Linked DNA regions of Mus musculus: region 2 is linked to region 1. The links are chromatin contacts, called in public Hi-C maps. All regions are on one chromosome and are shown on one strand. The core of a region is the stretch at or near the end of the contact, and the rest is flanking DNA. Distances in the headings are between cores, read along the strand shown. Region 1 has its middle 49 kb from the start of Gm23217. Region 2 overlaps Trappc9 (trafficking protein particle complex 9).

Evidence for each region. A called contact is a pair of places that touch in the nucleus more often than the background predicts.
Region 2: a contact with region 1 is called in a Hi-C map of the N1E-115 cell line, with 1.9 times the contacts expected there. The contact joins two enhancer-like sites. A contact is called at or near these places in 2 of 484 Hi-C or Micro-C datasets (B cells and the N1E-115 cell line).

Annotation. Positions count from the first base shown.
Region 1 is chr15:72,204,657-72,208,288 of GRCm38.p6, reverse strand. No RefSeq gene overlaps it. Among named protein-coding and RNA genes, the nearest start is that of Gm23217, 49 kb to the left of the region's middle. Within about 2 kb of position 2,123, at least 21 of the 459 cell types and tissues checked have an H3K27ac peak or open chromatin away from gene starts, as enhancers often do. A contact at or near this core is called in the N1E-115 cell line, where this site is marked.
Region 2 is chr15:72,626,105-72,629,626 of GRCm38.p6, reverse strand. The region is part of intron 20 of Trappc9 (trafficking protein particle complex 9); the gene reads left to right. Among named protein-coding and RNA genes, the nearest start is that of Kcnk9, 80 kb to the right of the region's middle. Within about 2 kb of position 1,251, at least 9 of the 459 cell types and tissues checked have an H3K27ac peak or open chromatin away from gene starts, as enhancers often do. A contact at or near this core is called in the N1E-115 cell line, where this site is marked.

The sequences.
Region 1 (3,632 bases), core at 874-3,373:
TCTTTACCCAGATGAACAAATGATCTCTCCACCCCCAGCTCAGCCACGCTATGGCCTCATTGATTGGTCTTGTCCACCCTCAGCCCAGGCAGGGAGGTGGCAGGCAGCGATGACTCATCACAAGAGGGGACTTGTAATGAGCTCCTTTGCTGGACGTCACTCCAGCCCTGTTGCTATGCACTGGAGAAATTCACCAGGATGACATCTGACACCTAAAGGAATTGTTACGATTTTGGTTTTCTGTTAACAACCTGTATTTTGCTAATTATGGATGTTATTGTCCTATGTTAAACCAACACAAGGTATGAAGATGCATGATCTCTAATTCCTCCACCAATGCTCTGAAGGCATTCATGTGACTGCCTTTCAAGGACCAGGATATTGCAGATTAGAAAGTTGGCAGAGAGCCGTGTTGCTTTCTGTGGTCTGTACTGTCACCGGAGACTATGCTAAGGTCCGTGGTATGTGCTGATACTGGAGACCATGTGCAAGTCTTCGATCTGTGTTTCCATTTATGGTAAAGGGCAAGGAAGTTACTTTTACCATGGTACTGATGACTGTAGACTCAGGTAAAAGAAGGCCTATATGACAACTCCATACACTCTCAAAGGTAACAGCCTAAACAGAAAGCAATCAAAAAGAACTTTTTGTGATTAAGATGCTAAAGTGAGGCTCTTCACAATTAATGACTCTGGTATGGGGTGTGTGGGGAAGGAAATGGTTTTCTTTAAGACTCTGGCCACTGGGAGTTTGATCAGGCCCCGTGAGTATCTGACAATATAAATTGGATTTCTTTTTTCCTTCTTTCTTGGGGGTGGAGGGTGTCACAGGGGTAGAGGGGCAACAGACTGGGATATGGATATGATGGGATGCATGATGAGAAATTCTCAATAATCTATAAAAATATTATAAAAAGAGAGAGTAGAGATTTGTGGATGTGCCTCAGCACAGCCTACACAGCAAAGCAGGTGATTGCTGTTAAAGTAAGAGTGAGCCAGAAAGCCCACTGAGTCGCGTTATTGCTTTCCAAGTGAAAATGAACCTAAGATTTAGAGAAAGGGAGCAACAAGTCCAATCTCAAGGTGAGACAGCAGGGTGAGGATTCGGTCTTCCAGCTCACTCCAGAGACAAAGTGCAGTATAGAGTCTCCTGCTAGGGTCTTCATTTTCTCTCCAGAAATATGTGCTCAGGGTCCCCAAGAAGCTAGCCCCTCTGTGTTTAGCATTCACAGTCACAGGAATCCCAGGGGAAATCTGACTCAACATTTTGATGCAGACAAGATCACACTTCTCCAAAGTCCCCTGCAATCTAAGCTGGGGAACCAGTAGAGAAGAGATCGTAGGTCTAGATCGAGCTGGTGAGAAGGGTCTGCCTTTTCACGCTTTATTATTATTATTATTATTATTATTATTATTTTAAGCATGACATTTTCAGTCAGCCTATGAGTTTTGACCAATTTCCTTTTTCTCATTGGACACCAGTTAGAGTTACTTTCTATCCTCAGTAATTCCAGCCTGACCCTGGTGTGAGACTTGCATATTCAGAGACTTGCAGGATACAGGAGGTGAATATCTGAAGCATATCATGAGTATATCAGCCAGACTTGTAATTTCCATGGACTGACTGTAGACTCAGCAAGCAGCAGGTGTCTAGGTTCTGCAGCAAGATCAGTCTTGACAACAGTGCTGGCTTCTCATTCAGGTTCAAAGCTTCCTTATTTGGAAGGCCACAAGACAGAAGTATGATTGGCACCAGTGTGAATGTAGAAAAGATGGAAAGCCCAAGGCAGAGCACGCAGCAAGCCCACTGTCATGGTGGCTCTGGCTGACGTTGCTCTAGTGATTTCACTGTTCAACCTCAGAAGGATGTTTAAAGCTTGGTTATAAAAAAAATCTCAGGTGGACGCTGGGGTCATCTGTTTGATGGGTGGCTGAGTCACTCTGCTGAAGAGCACAGCGGAGGGCGGGTTCTGATGGACTATAAAACCTGTGAGTGGGAAGAGACGTGGGCTGGTTTTGTTTTTCTAAATTGCGCTGTTTCCACCAAGTTCTGTTTCCATGAATCCGAAGAGGCTTTTTCAGAGCCGGGCTTGGAGGCAGCTGCAGAACCAAGCAGCCATCTCTTTCTGGCCACACAGTGCCCTCTGGTGGCCGAGAGCCTGTGCATTGGCGGCTCCTGCATAGAGGGGATGCAGGCCAGCTTTCTAAGGCTCTCTGGGCTATTTTGCTTCTTAGTAGGGGAGCTCTGGGAGAAAAGAGCAAGGGCACAGAAAACACAGAGCAGGATAGAGCAGTGTTGCTGACTTGGGCGATTAGCTGCAGTTCCTTGCCTTTTCTCAGTTCCCTGTTAAAGTAGGTGAATGGCTGAAGTACCTCTAGAATTGTCTGATACATCTGCATTTTAAGCAACCGTTCTCTGCTACATGAATTTCCTAGAACTGAAAAAAAAGATTGTGGTTATTGTTCTTTTCATAGGTGTTAGCTAGCTGCTAAAAGTGGAAGCTCACAGATCTCTACCATCTCTGCTTTATTCCCTAGCTCAAAAGACCCAGAGCGGGGAAACAGCAAAGCAAGAAAATAATGATTTCAGTTGCTGCACTGACATTGAACGTTTAAAATTTTAAGACCTTTGAGTTGATGCACAGTAATTGTGCATATTATGGGGTATTGTGTGATGTTTTATACATGTGGGCAGAGTCTAATAAATCAGGGTAATTAGCATATCCGCCTCTAGCAGTTATCATTTCTTTGTGGAGAGAACATTAAACATTTTTTCTCGTTTGAGCTATTTTGTATTCCTCTAAACTAGTCATGCAGCGTTCTCATTACTATTCCAGGCTTGCTCTGTGGAGAGCCACGGAGTTAATAGTTCCAATAACCACACCCAATCCACAGGGCACATCAAGGACTGAATCACATAAGCAGAGTCCTCAGGGGAAAACAGGAAACTGTTGAGGTCCCGTTTACCTCAAAAGGATAGCTAGGAAAGGATACTGAGGGCGACAGTCTGATGGTACTGTACAATGCCAAGTTATTTTAAGCAAATAATGCACACAAGCATCTAGAAGTAATAAAACCACAGGCAGAAATTATTAAGGAGTTTTCAAAGAACACAAGAGATGAAAGTAGGGTAGTGGTTAGTAGACCTACCAGCCAGATGGACAATTAAGCAGCTATTTAAAATTAGAATAGGAGGCATGATGGTGGAGACAGGCAATTGTAAGACAAACCCATGGGCAGAGTGCAAAGTGGCAGGCACTCATACCTAAAGAGGATGCGCACATCACCGACAGTACCAATTTATAAAGATGACATTGAATTAGGACTGTCCTGTCTTATGCTGACACAAAAATGAAGATTTCTTTTATAAAGATCTCTACACAGTTTAAGGTTTATCTTTCTCTGTATTAAAATGCAAAGGCTCAAGCTTATTCCCGGCTGTGCAATATGAAATCAAGGTGAGGCATAGCTTCAGAAGGCCTATTTTGAGGGGCAGTTGTTTGTGCTCAGGCCTGAACTGGTGACAGAGCTCCTGAAGATTAATAGTTAGGGAAGTTTTAGCAGTCACTGGAGATGAAGTATCCAGGGTATTAGGGGGGGTTGTGCCTGCTAAGTACATAGACTTGCTGTATC
Region 2 (3,522 bases), core at 2-2,501, 420 kb before region 1:
CTGCAGAGGCTAGAGGGTCCCAGGACACCATCTGGCCACCTCATGGGTACTATTTGGAGGTCTCTATATCTATGATGAGCACGAGGCTGCCTGCAGGCCAGGAGTGGCTTCTCAACACTGCCCCCCCCCCCACTTGCAAGGTGATAGCTGGGTAAATCAGGTCAGAACAGTCTGCAGACCTCACCAAGGGAGATATGATCAGCACTGATCCAGACACTTGAGGCCTTCTCTTAACCCCACCATAGCCCGGGCGAGAATGGGGCCTGGTGCTCGTTTCTCTGAGTCTCAGGTGGAATAGAAATGAGTCTGCTGGGCAAAGTGAACTTCTGAACCTGCCACTGTCCCTGCAAATACCTCCTTTCCTTCTAGGGCATTGAAAGGACCATGCTGGCTATGGCATCAAACTTCTCGGCACTTAAAAGTCAAGAACAATGCTAGTTCTTGACTCTGTACTCTGAGTGATATCCTACCTTGGGTTTACAGAGGAGCTCCTTGCATCTTAGGGAGGTGCAGTGGGCTGGCAACAGGTGATTCACAGCATAGGCGGGGCTTTCTTCCAGGATCCAAGATGCCCTGATTGAGCCATGCACTAGCCCCTTAAACTGGAAGTCACATGAACCCTGAGGCTTCTGAAGCCTCCTGGCTTGGTGTGCTTTGGAGAAGGGGAAGAGGAGGAGAGGAGAGCAGTTGCTGCTTCTGAGAACAAGGACAGTGGTATTTAGAGCAATCCCATACACTCACCTTGCAGGCATCTCTAAGCGACAGCTCTCTTCCAAAAGCCAGTACAGCCCAGAGAAACCGGGGCCTCTATTCAGGATTCTTTGTGCACCCAGCCTAGGGTGGCACCCATGGGTGACTGATAAAACATGGCATAAGCAAAGACACAGTGGGGCCACAGGCTCACATGCCCTCACCATGGTCCGCCTTGCTGGGAAGCAAAACACCTTCATGGCCTCCAATCATTTTGTGGAAAACGTCGGCGATCGATAGGCTCAGAACTTCAGAATCTGATTAGCAGAGACAAGCCGGTTGGCATTAGCATTAGCAGAGTGCTCAAGTTCCTGTTCAAACAGGGCTAAGCTTATCTTTCAGAAAATAGACTGTTTTCGAGGCCTAATAATGGGCATTAACGCCATTAATTTGCAGTAAGATTCAATTTCCTTGGTGTCCTTGCCCATGCGTGTATCCTGATGCAGAGATTGTGCCTTGGGTGTTTTCCACAGATGCATCAGCAGACACCTGCTGTACCAGTTGGACAGTGACACGTGGTAATAATGTTCTCCAGCCCAGCTAGGCCCCAAATAACTCTATTACTGAGAGGAGTGAACCCACTCCAAATGTCCTCCCCACAGGTTGAGAGCAGTGGGAAGAAGGCGGCAGGCAGCAGGCTCCCCCTAATCTGATTACTGGTTTCCAAAGGAGGGTAGTGAAGACAGTGTGCTGGCTGATAGGACTCAGCTCAGGATGGCGACTGTTTCTCTCCCCTCGGTGACAGTGCTCTCTCGGTTGTGCCAGCCTTCCTGCTCTCTGCATCTGCCTGCTTCCAGAGTCTCAGGTGTCCTTATCCTTCATCCTAGCTTCGGAGATGAAAGAGCTGAGAGCCAGAGCTTGTAGACGGCTCAAAGAAGGGGTCTGGGCACTCAGACTCCAGAATATCCAGCCCTAATCCCTGCCAGTCGTATGAGCAGCAGTGGCCGTGGATTCCAGCTCAGAGCTGAACAGAAGATCCAGCTTTCTGTGGCTGATGAGTCTGAAGTGAGGGACACTGAGGAAGTCCCCAAGGCACCGCCCTCCCTGTTGTAGAGTTGAGAAGTATGTCACCTGGGCATGCTGAGGCTGCATCCGACCACACATATGAAGACAGGTGTGCTGAGTCCACTGTGGTAACTAGTGGTAATTGAGTAGACGGGCAGTATGCCCGGCCTAGGCTGTGTCTCTGTCCCTATGATGTCACCCATGGCCCACAGCACCTCAAAGGCAACTCAGAGCTTGGGGCAGGCTTAGGGATCTAAGAGCAGAGTCCCTCCCCACTTCTTGTTCCATACAGCTTGGGCAGATGTGGGCCACACCTCTCACTAGACAGGGAGTCCAGACTCTTGTTTGGGTACCCTGTGAAGATGAAAGGGAAGGCTGCTGACTCCTTTGGAAGGGACCCATGAGTTTTTATCCAAAAAGATCCAGCCTGGTATTTCTGGGACCTCTTGCACACTTTGCAGATATGCAGATCAACCTGTGTGCTGATTTTCAGCTGTGTCTCTTCACTCTGCAATTCGTTTATGTCTTATGCATTCAGTGTTTCTCCAGACGAACTGAGTGCTTAGTGTTTGAGTCTTTATTTCTATTTCCCTGGGGTGCACATGTGTTGTCTGTCTATTCACCTGTGTGTGCACATGTAGAAATCAGAGATTGATATGCGTGCCCTCTATTGCTCTCTATCCTATTGTCTGAGACAGGTCTCTCAGCGAACCTTGAGCTCACCATTTCCACCATGCTGACCATGTAAGCTCAAGGATGCACCTGTCTCTAGCCCTTTAGAGCTGGAGTTACAGGCACGTCACATCCAGCTGTTATGTGGATGTTAGAGATCCGAACTCCGATCCTTACACTTGCATATCAAGTATGCGTTAGCTGCCACACCATCTCTTCAGCCTGTGTTTGGGTTTTTCAAAAACAAGATGCCCGGACCTGGTGTAACCTGTAGAATATCTGCATAGGGCCTCTAGCTGGACTCTGACCCCAGGAAGGAAAGATGGCTTGGGCGGTTAGTTTGACTTACGGGTTCTGCTGAGTTGATTTGTGTGTGCTGGGGCTTCTCCTGTAACTGTGACTTTGAAACTTCCCTCTTCCCCCTGGCCTGCCCCACCCCCACATCTCTTCTTCCATCCTGAAGAGTCGTCTTTACTTGGAGAGGAAAACAGGTTGTGAGTAGAGTCCTGGTCTGACACAACCCTCGGGCTCTTCAGGAGGGACTGACAACACACACAAGCAGTACCTGGGGAGCTCCATGACAGCCTTAGAGGAACTAGGCTCGCAGCCTGACTTGCTCATGGTCTAGCTGGATGCCTGGAGAGACTCCTTTCTAAGCCCTTCTTTGTCACCTGATGGTGGAGCTATGGTGACTTCATCCCTGCATAGCTGTGAGGAGGGGGGTAGGAGAAAAAAAGCACACCCAGGGCAGCATCTGACATAGAGCAGCCTTCCATCCTTCTGCTGTGACAGTGGCCATCAGCAGCCATTTGCAGTCCCCGTACCACGCTCCGACAGCATCACCCAGCTGGTCGCTGTGCCCATAGGACAGCAGGCTGTCCTGACTGGCCGTGCCAGGGGCACGAGCCCCAGGGCTGTGGCCTGGGGAAGGTCCTGCATGGAGCCCTCCACAGCAGCCCCACTGCTCTCTCTCTCCCCCCAGCAGCGTCTTCGCCCTGCCTGATCCTTAACAGTTTTGACAGGCCAGCCTATTTTTAGAAACCTGTTCCCACTCTTTCTCCCTGTGGGAAAAGGAAAGCAAGTTAAATTTTAGAA